Regions from separate parts of the Sus scrofa genome. Here region 1 is linked to region 2. Evidence: chromatin contacts called from public HiChIP or PLAC-seq data. All regions are on one chromosome and are shown on one strand. The core of a region is the stretch at or near the end of the contact, and the rest is flanking DNA. Distances in the headings are between cores, read along the strand shown.

The links. HiChIP or PLAC-seq counts read pairs in DNA pulled down with a chosen protein or histone mark.
Region 1: a contact with region 2 is called in an H3K27ac HiChIP or PLAC-seq map of alveolar macrophages. The contact joins the promoter of MAP3K1 here to the enhancer-like site in region 2. A contact is called at or near these places in 7 of 47 Hi-C or Micro-C datasets (blood, embryonic fibroblasts, heart right ventricle and 2 more) and 2 of 2 datasets of contacts at active chromatin or transcription factors (alveolar macrophages and skeletal muscle).

Annotation. Positions count from the first base shown.
Region 1 is chr16:35,868,685-35,874,305 of Sscrofa11.1, forward strand. It overlaps MAP3K1 (mitogen-activated protein kinase kinase kinase 1), which reads left to right and starts at 3,617. Exons shown (of 20, transcript XM_003133973.5): 1 at 3,617-4,127. The coding sequence starts at 3,646.
Region 2 is chr16:35,791,286-35,797,087 of Sscrofa11.1, forward strand. No RefSeq gene overlaps it. Among named protein-coding and RNA genes, the nearest start is that of MAP3K1, 78 kb to the right of the region's middle. Within about 2 kb of position 4,511, at least 34 of the 83 cell types and tissues checked have an H3K27ac peak or open chromatin away from gene starts, as enhancers often do. A contact at or near this core is called in alveolar macrophages, skeletal muscle and subcutaneous adipose tissue, where this site is marked.

The DNA of each region.
Region 1 (5,621 bases), core at 2,367-4,866, 77 kb after region 2:
TAAGGACAGTTGTAATATGTATAATCAGGTTTGGGAACAAATATGATGGATTCTCTTGGGGTCCATGACTCACCTGGTGGGAGCAGAAGTGTGCAGGTGTTGTGAGCATTCGTTGTGCTGTGGCATCCTTTTGCTTGCTGTGCACCTCACCAGGAATGACAGGTATCTGTTACCGCATGAGTCAGCTAAATGGAGGTTGGTTAAGAAACTTTCCACTGTAACGTCACAGTGTATTTGGAGGGGGTCAATTATCCGATAAATGACAAGATTTCCTTACTTTGAACATCTGGAAACCCCTAGGAAAGTACAGTGTCTGGAAAGAGCATGGAGAAACCAAGATCTAGCCCCAACCTGCCTATAAGTATTCCATAGTACTATTTAAAAGCCAGATAGAACACCAGCTTTTACTCTATTCTCAATATGATCTTACTCTTTACATCTATCTAAGACACAGATCTCACATACAGGGTCATGAAAACACATACATACACTTATGGATCTGAAATTTTATCAGAGTCAGCCTGATAAATACACATTAATAAAAATATTAGCAGAAGGGAGTGTTTCATTTATTTAATTTTGTAAATATGAAAAACAACAAACAATATCCTCAGAGAAAGAGAAAATTCTTTGTATGTACATAGTAAGGTATTTAATAAATACATGATGAATCATGTACAGGCTGAAATATTTCTGCCAGTTCATATTAAATCTGTTCATTCTACAGACTTGTGGTTGCTAAGGGGGAAGGGAAGGGCATGGGATAGACTTGGGATCTGGGGTTAATAGATGCAAACTTACTGCCTTTGGAATGGATAAGCAATGTGATCTTGCTGTATAGCACTGGGGACTATATCTAGTCACTTATGATGGAGGATAATGTGAGAAAAAGAATGTATATATGTATGTATGACTGGGTCTCTTTGCTGTAGTGTAGAAAACTGAGAGAACACTGTAAACCAGCTATAATGGAAAAAATAAAAATCATTTAAAAATAAATCTGTTCATTCTAATATCAGTGGTTTTTATGTACAATGAGGAAACGCACCAATATTAAACTGGATCCTCCAAATGAATGTGATGTAGGAACTGAACTGTGACTTAGGCAATTGCCAGAAGCACTATGTGGAAGCAGTGATCTGTAAAGCACAGGCATAAAGGTTACCAAAGCTATCATGGCATAGATGAAATCACTGCAACATTTGTATCTGAGAGAGGATAGAAATGAGGAGCTTGGAAATTTTAGTGTACAAGCAACTTTTGAAGAGACCCAAGTCTCCTTTATGTAGTTAAAGTAATCAAATTAAGGTAATTCAACATTACTGCCTTTATGCAGTAATATAAAGCAGGATCCAACAGCACCAAAAACAGAGCTAGAATATTAACCAATGCTTAAAATGCAAAAACTACAGTAGTAATCTCATGGGTTAAATTCTGTTCAAAGAAGACTTTGTATTAACATATGGCAGTGGAAAAACACCTTTTTCAGTCAAGCATGTCCTTTGATTATTTTTCTCTCAAAAAAAATCAGTCCCTCAGTGTATAGATAGATGCATAATGACAAGGCGAATATTTACATGAACGATTAAGGGGAAAATGACACAAAGCACCAAAAACTAGGCACAAGACCAGCATTTAAGTTTTATCCATGGTGGTGTGATGCCTGGAGGAGGTCAGAGAACTGTGGCAAGTTGATAGTGTTTTATTTGTTACTCCTCTCACTTGGTCCAGTTTTCAACACTGTACGAATAAAGAGGCAAAGTAAAATGTTTTGCAGAAATCCAATTCCACTTTGCTACTCTGGCGGAACTTCAAAACTGGAGCAATTTTTAAAGGCTGAAGGCGTCTACTTAACTCTCTCATTTACAGGTATCTTGTATGTGTGCAAATTTCAAGGTTTTCTGATCTAAACAGGAAAGAGAAAAGTCGATCCTTTCCAATGTAGCATTTGGTGGGTGTGGCAATCCGGGAAGACCTGGGAAATAACTACTGTTTGCTTTGGATGATATATTTGGCTACTATTAAAAGTGTATAATTATAGGCTAAATGTAGACTTTAAATTTTAACAGATTTATCTAAAGTTTCAAAATTTGTACCATTGGATGTAACTATCTCAAACTATCTTATGGCAGTCATTGTAGCAGTATTCAAAACACTGAGCTAATATGAAATCTGAACCCATTTAAAAAAATCCCTCGAATATCACCATCCTCCTCAGTTAACACTTACACCCAGGAAGGGGGCTCTTACTTTATCTATTTCCAAGAAGTCAAAGCAATGATTTTGTAGACAGTTTAGACTTCTGCCTAAATACATAAATACAGACAAGACAGCGCTCTCCTTTCGGTTCCTGAAGAACGTCCCTCTCTTTCCCCGCCTCCCTTAATTCCACCTTCACAAAATAAATCTAGGGACTCGGGTCCCCGGGTTGTGGCACTTTTCCCATCATAGACAAACCTGCTGGAGGAAAAAACGCGACGCAGAAGCCCGAAGCTCGAAAATCATTAACATGTAAATGGTGCCTTTTCCATTCCAAAGCACCTTATCTCCAGACGCCCCGGGGGACTGGAAGGGTTCGGAACGCCAAGTTAGGCAGCTCCGGCACTGCAGGGGTGGGGGCGGAGGGAACCCGGACGGTGGCCAGACCCTGCCGGGAAGAGAGACGTGCAGCTAGAGGCATAGGATTCGGGGAGGGCCAGAACCTGGCGGAGGACAATTATCGAGCACTTCCTGGTTCCTTCCCCAAACGTGTTTTAAGTGGTCCAATGTATATGTATCGCTGCCTTTCCCAAAGACAGTCGAGGAAAATCAAGATCTATAGAGATTCCCCTTGCTCCCTCTCGCCGCTCTCTGCCTCTCTCTAGCCCCGGGCAGGGGTAGGGCATAAGAAGGGTTTACTAAATCGGTGATTTCAGGTTATGAACAAGCTATTCCAGGAAACTTTTGTTTTATTCTTAGCACGAGTTGGGGGGAGGGAGGCAAAACATGAGGAAAGCTTAAAAAAAAAAAAAAGATTTTTCTGGTCCGCGGCACCACGTCTACTGAACGTTGGCTTTCTTTCACTTTGCAGTGGCCGACTGCCCTGGGTGCCACCTGCGCGAAGGGGGGCGGGGGTGGGGTTGGTACGCGCCGGAGTTCTCCAACTCCCACTGTAACGGACAGTGCGAATGACAGATTGCAAAGCCTCCTGCATGCTTCCCCTGCAACGCACCACACAACGAAGTTCGAACTGCAACATTCGATGGGCGAGCACGGGCCGAGACTGCTGCAGAGAGGAAACGGCGTTCCGCCGCCGAGGCTCCTCCTCTCTCCGGTGCAGCCCGGGACTACCTGGAGGCGCAGCGGGTGAGGCGCGCAAACCACAGCGCGCCCCCGACGCAGCCACCTCCAAGCCCACCTCGCTAGCCCGCGCGCGGAGCGCACAGTCAGCGCCCTCCACCTGCACCCCGTCGTCCCACCCGCCGCGCCAAACCCCGCGCGCCCGCCTGTGGGTGCAGGCCAGGCGCCCGAAGGGCCGTGCTCACGCAGTTGGCGCAGGCTGCCCTACGCTGGAGGCGCAGCGCCAACCGGTCCGCCCGCCCCCTGCACTCTCCCCGCCCCCTCCCTCCCTCGCAGGGGCCGAGCGAATGTAGCCCGCGAGAGAAAATGGCGGCGGCGGCGGGGAATCGCGCCTCGTCCTCGGGATTCCCGGGCGCCGGGGCGGCGAGCCCCGAAGCGGGCGGCGGCGGAGGGGCCCTCAAGGCCGGCAGCGCGCCCGCGGCAGCCGCGGGGCTGCTGCGGGAGGCGGGCAGCGGGGGCCGCGAGCGGGCAGACTGGAGGCGGCGGCAACTGCGCAAAGTGCGGAGTGTGGAGCTGGACCAGCTGCCGGAGCCGCCGCTTTTCCTCGCCGCCTCTCCGCCGTCCTCCTCCACTTCCCCGTCGCCAGAGCCGGCGGACGCTCCTGCGAGTGGGAGTAGTTTCCAGCCTGTGGCGGTACCACCGCCCCACGGAGCCGGGAGCCGAGGCGGCGCCCATCCTGCAGAGCCGGCGGCCGCCCCAGACAGCGGCGCCCCGAGCACCGCGGGGGCCGAGCCCGGGGAGAAGCGGATGCCCGCCGCAGAGCCACCTTCTACTGCGGCCCCTGTCGGGTGAGCTGCGGGGCCGGGAGCGTGGCGGGGACTAGGGAGGCGGTCGGTCGAGGGCAATGAATGAACCCTGGGCACCGCGAACGGCGCCGCGGGGCTCCGAGCAGCTCGGCTGCGCGCCGCTCGCCGGGACCCGAGCCCTCGGGCACCCACTTTGACCCCTACAGCATCGGGTGGCGTCTCAGACCTGGCCTGGGGGACCGGTTGGGGGCCCGGGGCGGGGACCTGCCGGAGAGTTTGTTATTGTTTGCAGACATGTGACAGTCGTGCGAGCCCTGCTGCGGGGACCGCTTGAGATAAGGTGCGGGGGGCCCAGGATGGCTTTGTGGGGCTCCCGGAATAGGGACTCTCAGAGGAGCCCCGGCGCGGGACCCTGGCGCTGTCCTCCCGGCGGGCAGCAGTACGGCGGCGGCGACCCGGGACCGGAGTCCACGGGGCGGGGGGAGCGCTGCGGGTGAGGCCCGAGCCCAAGGGCGGGTGGTGGTCAAAAAAGGGGCGGCGTAGATGGGGAGCCTTGCCTGAGGCCGGGAAGGGGGGGCAGAGGGCGGCGGAGAAAGCGGCGGGCGTCACCGCAGCCGTGACAGGCGGAGCCCCTGCTCAGGTACCGGGACCGGGCGGGGACGAAGGCGGCGCGCCCGGAGCGCGGCCGCAGAGACTCCGTGGTGGACGGCTCTGTAACGCCTGTCAAAGCGGTGCAGACCTACCGGCTGCAAACTCGCGGGGGCTTGCGGTCTTTTAGGACGTGAAGTTTTCAAATTTAGTCCCCCAAGGGGCTCCTTAGTGTCTTTGGGAATGCGGACTGCACTGCTAAGACTTAAGTGACTTCTGTTTGGAGTTTGAATTCGGCCTTTGAAGTTTGCATTTGGCGGAGGGGTGTAAGAGCCAGAACCGGATGTGTCAGCCATTCAGTTTCAAAGCGGTGGTGACTGCTCCCCGCAGCCTCTCCGGCGTGGTTGGAGACCACGGCGCGGGTGCGGTGCTTCCTGCTCCGTGCAGCTGCGCAGGTCGCCCGCCGGCTGCCGGATTCCAGTGGACGCAGTGCGGTGGGCTCCTGCTCTGATAGTCCTGTACCTGTGCCGTTTATGGATTATGGTATGTGTAAGGTAATTCAGACCAAGGGCTCCTGGCCTGACCCTTTTGTGGCAACTGGGAATTTTTATATTTAAAGAAATTCTTTTAAGTGTGACAGCCATAATCCTTGGTTCTTGTTGTTGTTGTTATTTTAAATCTGCATAGTTTATGCAGAGCACAGGCTTATGGGGTATTTTGAGATGCTGGAAATGTTTTCATGATAGTCACTCGTTGCCTTACAGAGTTTCCTGACCTTTATTCCGAGTATTTTAAAGACTGCCTTATGTTTGTTTCGCTTGTGAAACGAATTTGACAGTAGAAATCGTTGGTTTGGGTTAATTGTCTAATGTGATTGACAGTTTTGGGGGCAAGTTGATTATTTGTTTAAAACCACAGTTCGTTGATTACTTGGAAGTTGCCCCTTTC
Region 2 (5,802 bases), core at 3,261-5,760:
TTCAGGTTCTCCCTGGAGCCACATTCCAAAGCTAGAAGAGAATACTCAAGACTGGGGATGTTAACAAACCACTGTCTTGACACTTTCAAATGAATTCAGTGGTTCTGTCTGCTCTTGGCCAGGAGTTTCCTAACCAGCTTCTGGATAAATGCTTAGTCAGCATTATTTTCACTCCGTCTGGGTCTGTGGCTAAAAGGTTACTGGTGTTTTGTTTTACAACATGAGGGGAATTTGGTGCCTTGGAAACAGAGTGGCTCACCCTGGCCAGTGGTTTTCAAGCTGCTCATGGAATCATCTGGAAACACACAAAAAAAATTACCCAGTGCCAGGGCTCCACCCCTACAGCATCTGACTTAATCTGCCTAGGGTAGGCACTATGCCAGGGAATGTCTTAAAACTCCACAGGTGATCCTTAGCACTTCTAAATTCTGATACACATCTAAATCCCTCAGGATCTTGCAAAACTCTCAGATCCCAAACCAGGAGGCCTAGGGTGGAGCTTCAGGTTCTGTATTTTTCACAAACTCCCAGGCGATGCCCAAGCTGTTTGTCTCCAGGCCACACACTGGAGTGTGTCATAACATGGCGGGGGTGGGGTGGGGGGAGTGTCAGGAAAAAGTGTTCCACATTCATTTCCTCCCTGGGAGGCGGGGGTGGGGAGGTTAGTAGGTGAGCCCTCCCTGACCAGGCAGACTCCACTCCCATCCCAGATCAGATCCGTAGCGCTTTCTTCAACTGTCTTTGAAGCGAGCAGATGCTCCCAGATCTCAAAGATGCCCTTCTGAGTTAGCTATGAAATTAGGCAATTATCCAAATGTCCAGGAAGGCCTCAGATCAATCAAGGCGACACTAATGCGAATCCAAGAGTCAGACAGTGAACTTTGAAAAAATGAATCTGTCTTTGTTTCGCTTTGGCTCTGAGCTTGTGGGGAAACTCCGTAAGCAGAAGCTTGTGTGGCCCTGGCCAAGTAGAAGGGTGAGCAGGGGCTGGGAGGGAGGAAGTGTGCTCTGTCTGCGCAGGGCAGCTTGGTGGGGCTCACCATGCAGTCCCCGAATCTCTGCAGACTCAGCCTCGGTCACTGTGAGATTGGACGTGGCGAGGTCCTCCTGCAGTGACTGCCACTCTCTCCTCTGCCTTCACCTTCCTGACATAATGCTTTCCTCCCCGCCCTCCCTGGGGAGACAGCCCAACAAGATGCACTGCCCACTCTGTGTGACCTCCGGAACTGTGGGACCCTTCTGCCTTACCACCCAGAAAGTCTCTTTTCTCCTCCCGAGCTGGGGCCAGCTCCTACACCAGGCTCTCAGCATGGAATCCAGCCACCTGGAAAGTCTCCTTTTCACATTTCCAATTACTGATGTACTCCTACTCCCCAAACCCCACTTCAGTCCTGTCTTTGTTGTCAATCCTTCCCTCACCCACCAGCATTTCCTGGACACTTCTAGAACCTTCCCTTGTCATGCATGGCTTTGACATGTCCTGCTGCTCCCATTTTACAGTCCTTTCACAAAAACATGGCGTATCTCCTTAAGAGCATCATAAAGTCCTGCCTGTGCTTCCTTGTATCTCCTGACCCTGGTACAGTTCTTTGTAAAAATATGTTCATTACAACCTGTCAGGCCTGTCCACTCACAAAGACCTCCCGCCACTAACAAAAGTATCAATTGCCTCAATGCCTCCACTTCCTCTCTAATTCATGTGTGTTTGTCATTATGTCGCACCAAACAGTCCCTCTTCTGGATTCCCTCAAAGTCCTGTGCTTTATATCCCACAGGCCTCCTGTTCAGCCAAGCCTCGTGTTGGGATGGGCAACCAGTTCAATAACTGAATCTCGGGCCTGTGCCATTTTCACTCCTTGTAAGGCAGTCAAAGGTCTTTGCACAATCAGGCCCTCCGTCTGTTCCTCTGTAGAGAGCAACAATAGGGTGTGGTTGGGAGAAAAGTAGAGACCCAGCCAAACAAATGTCCCCTGGAAAAGCCACTCATACAGCTAGAACAAACAGATAGGGCCACTCCACTAGCCCTCAGGAGAACTCTGCACCAATGTAAGGCTGTGGAGATACACACAGGAACATCATCCAGTGCTGTCTATCCAGGAACCACCACCAAACATTTCATGGCCGGTAGTGGTAGGGGGGGTCAAAAAAACAGAGACAACAGAAATTACAGATGTGATCCCTGGAAAGCACCATGAGTATTTGGAAAGCAGAACCTTGCTGAGGGGGCTCAGGAATGTCCTAGTGGACTGGTAGCCTGTGACAAACAGCAAAAGAGAAATAAGAGGGCTCAGTGCTCAAAGGCTCAGCTCCTTTCTCCCCCAGGAGACAGGGCCAAAAATACTGCCCTCGGATGCACGCAAGACTTGCCTTTGCCAGGTTCTGTGCTGACCCTGGGCACTAAACAAAGTGCTCTGAATCCTTCCCCTCGGCCCTCTGCCCTCAGCTCCTCTTTTGTTTCCTTCAGACCCATCCGGCATTACAGAGAAGGAAGAGCTTTAGATTCAGTCGAGGTGGTGGTAGTGGTGGGGGCTTTGCAATTAAACTGCTAATTAAGGAAATACCAACCTGAAGAAGCTAATTTGCACTGACCTATTTAAAATATCTAGCAGCAGATCAGGCATGAATTGAGGTACGGCCCTTTTATGCGTCAGCCAACTGGCTTGCTTTCAGAGCAGTGGCTATCAATAATTCCATGCTGAGGACCATCTGATAGGAAATCAACCGCTGGCCCCTGGAATGCCAGCATTCCCCACCGCTCTGTTTTCCCAGTTGTCAGCTCTGTTTATAAATTGTCCATTTATAGCAAATCCAGCACCTGCTATGAACACCTCATCCTGCCAAGTGTTGGAGTGCATCTCAGAAAGAGCCACTATAGACTTCTTCAATTCCTTTTAACCTTCTCCCAGTCCCAGAGTTTGAATATTTGCATAGGAATTCTGAGGGAGGACACACTCTATACAGAAAAGGCTAGATAGTCTATTAAAAGTTAACATTTTGCTGAGAGAGGGAGGGAGCGCAAATCATCATTCTCTTGGGAGACACAAACGCTCTTTCTGAACAAGTCTGACATTGGGACACATTTAAAATAACCCCTAAAAAATTCCGCAGGGTAAAAATGCTCTGGAAAAAAAAGTTAAGGGAGGCTTTCTTTTTAACTCCATTATGTAGCTTTTTAGCTCACTGTCACTACAGCCACTTAGCAGATAATGCTGCCTGCTGCTCAAACCCATTATGTAAAATATATTTAAAGACACCTTCTCCAGTACTGGAAACCCACTACTGTGACCTAGACTAGGGGCTTTTTCCTTGTCAGTTATCCATTTGCAAAGTGCCTAGAATTAATTCTCCAAATGCCACCCCTCCCCCTCAATCCCAAAATGTTCTGTTCGTTTTGCTCTTTGCAAAACAAAATAAAACCAATGGCACAAGGAGAATATTCATGGGGTGTGGGTTCATGGTTTCTAGAGGGTTGTGAAGGTCAAACCAGATGCAGATGCATGTGGATAACCTTGGGGGTGGTGGGGAGACCCGCCTGATTCTTCAGTTTACAACTTGCCAGGATAATCCTCTTCAAGCATAAGATTGTCACCCTTTTAAAGCCCTGAGAGGGACCCTGCTGAAGACCACGTGGGCAGAGGCAGCTGGGCTGCAGGGCAGCATTCTTGGGCCCCAGCTCTGCCTTCAGCCAAGTGGGCGGCCCCATATTTTTATGGGAGGACTAAATACTTCTTTAAAAATTAAAAAAAAAAAAAAGAAAGTTGGGTTTTATGGACATAAAAGACAACTCGTGCAAGGTTGTTATTATTCGTGGGCCAGCAGAGTTGGGTGGGTGGTCATGAAATCAGGAAAAACAGAAGTGACTTGAGAAATAGAGGGCATGAAACTAAACACCCATGAAATTAGAAATGCTGCTTTGACATAATGTGTTTTCCTTTCCACAGGTCAGGGTCCTCAGCATTACAGAGCACTCCAAAAACTTGCAGTTTTTGTTGTAGTCCGTGTAAATTAAGCTAATCTTAGATTACAGAGGCATCAGTTCTTTCTTTCCCAAATGGGATTGTGCTTAATCAATTCCATGTTACTCCAATGCAAATCATCCTTGCTTACTTTTTGGTCGTTCTGGGGCTGTTTCCCCAACCTGGATTCTCTCACTCATCACAGAAGTCAAGCCCCTGTTACTGGAGATGATCTCTGAGATGCCCCTGTTAGAGAAAGGAATGTGCAAATTAGGAGACTACAAATCAGTTTGAAAACTCAATGACTCCTTCCCATAAATCTATGTCCTTAATATTAAAAATCATTTGGAGGTGCTGAAAAGAAAGAGAACTGATCTCTAACAGAAAACAGCAGCCCTACTCTCTTTGGGGGCACAGACTAGTAGTCGAGAGGGGTAAGGCAGATCTAAATCCACGTTCTGCTACCAAAAATAGAAAAGAGGAAACCTTTGAAGCCAAAGAAGGCCTAAGAATATCCGTCAGCAAAGAGCTAGAGCGACATGGACAGGAAGCAATGCTCAAGTGGCAGTTTTGTGCTGCCTTTTTTTTTTTTTTTTTTTTTTTTTCCTCTTCGTAGCTTTCACAATCATCCTGTTAAAAAGATAGCTTTCAAAGACTTCCCTTCAACACAGATGCGGGCCCTCACAGTCAGCCTTTCTGCAGCAGCTCAGGGGTCTGGCGCTCCCCCGCGCTTCCAGGCAGCCCTTGGCTTTGGTGTTCTTCCCCCTGCCACGGATCACTTCAATCTGTTTAAGGCTGAACAGCCAACTCTTCATAGACCACGTTCCACCGAGAGCCCTCAGTAGGAAATGGTTGGCTGAGCAAACATTTGTTTCCTGTTTTGCTCTTGATAATTTTACATTTCAGCTCAACCTAGCTTTCCCCTTTTATAGTTATGAAAATCAACACATTGAGCCAGTGAAGTTTGTTTTCCCTCATGCATTTTGAATGATGCTATTAAGAATACATGTGAATAGATCTTATAAAAGATATTGGAGTTAGAAGTGGTTCCTTGGAAACAAGAAGGTGAGGGAGCTTCGGAATGGCCTGTGGACAGCTGGAGAGGCATAGATGTTAAGAGGGTGACCAGACAGAGAAAAATAGGGTATGGGGGAGAACACAGATAAGAAAAGACATTGAGAGGCCAGTAGAGCCTCTGTTAGCCATGCAACTTTATACAAATTAGGAAGAAGTACCCCTTTTTCTGAATACACACAAACTTGAGAGGGCACATGGTTAGATATCAGGCCTTCACTCTTCCTTTTGGCGAGGTGCCATTCTGCAAGGCAGAGCCCCACATACTATATGCGGGGCTTGGGAAAAATGTGTGCAAGAGACTGAAAGTTCCAAATGGGGAAATTTAGCAGAACCGGCCAAGAAAAAAAAAAAAAAAAAAAAAAAAAACAAGAGTCACGGATGTTTCTGGTAGCATACAGGAAATCCTGTTTTGAATCATAGATCTTTGCTAACTGAGGGTTGGCAAAACTGATTTCTCCAAACTAGCTTTATCAAAACATCCCAGTGGAGTGTATCATCCTTTATCGTGTTTCATATGATACATGTATTGTTCATTTTTATGGGAGCTTTGTGTTCAGCACATTGAGTGGATAACTTGTAGGCTTTATATAATTTATGTCTGTCAGGAATGACAATCCCTGACTAGGCACAAATGGCTGTGACTAGTTATAATCTGAGCCCGAATCTGAAAACATTTGAACTTCAGAGGATGCACAGTTGGGGATTCTTAACTGCCTTTCTAACTCTTGAATATTTTATTGAAATAACTCATTAAAATTCAGTTAAACGA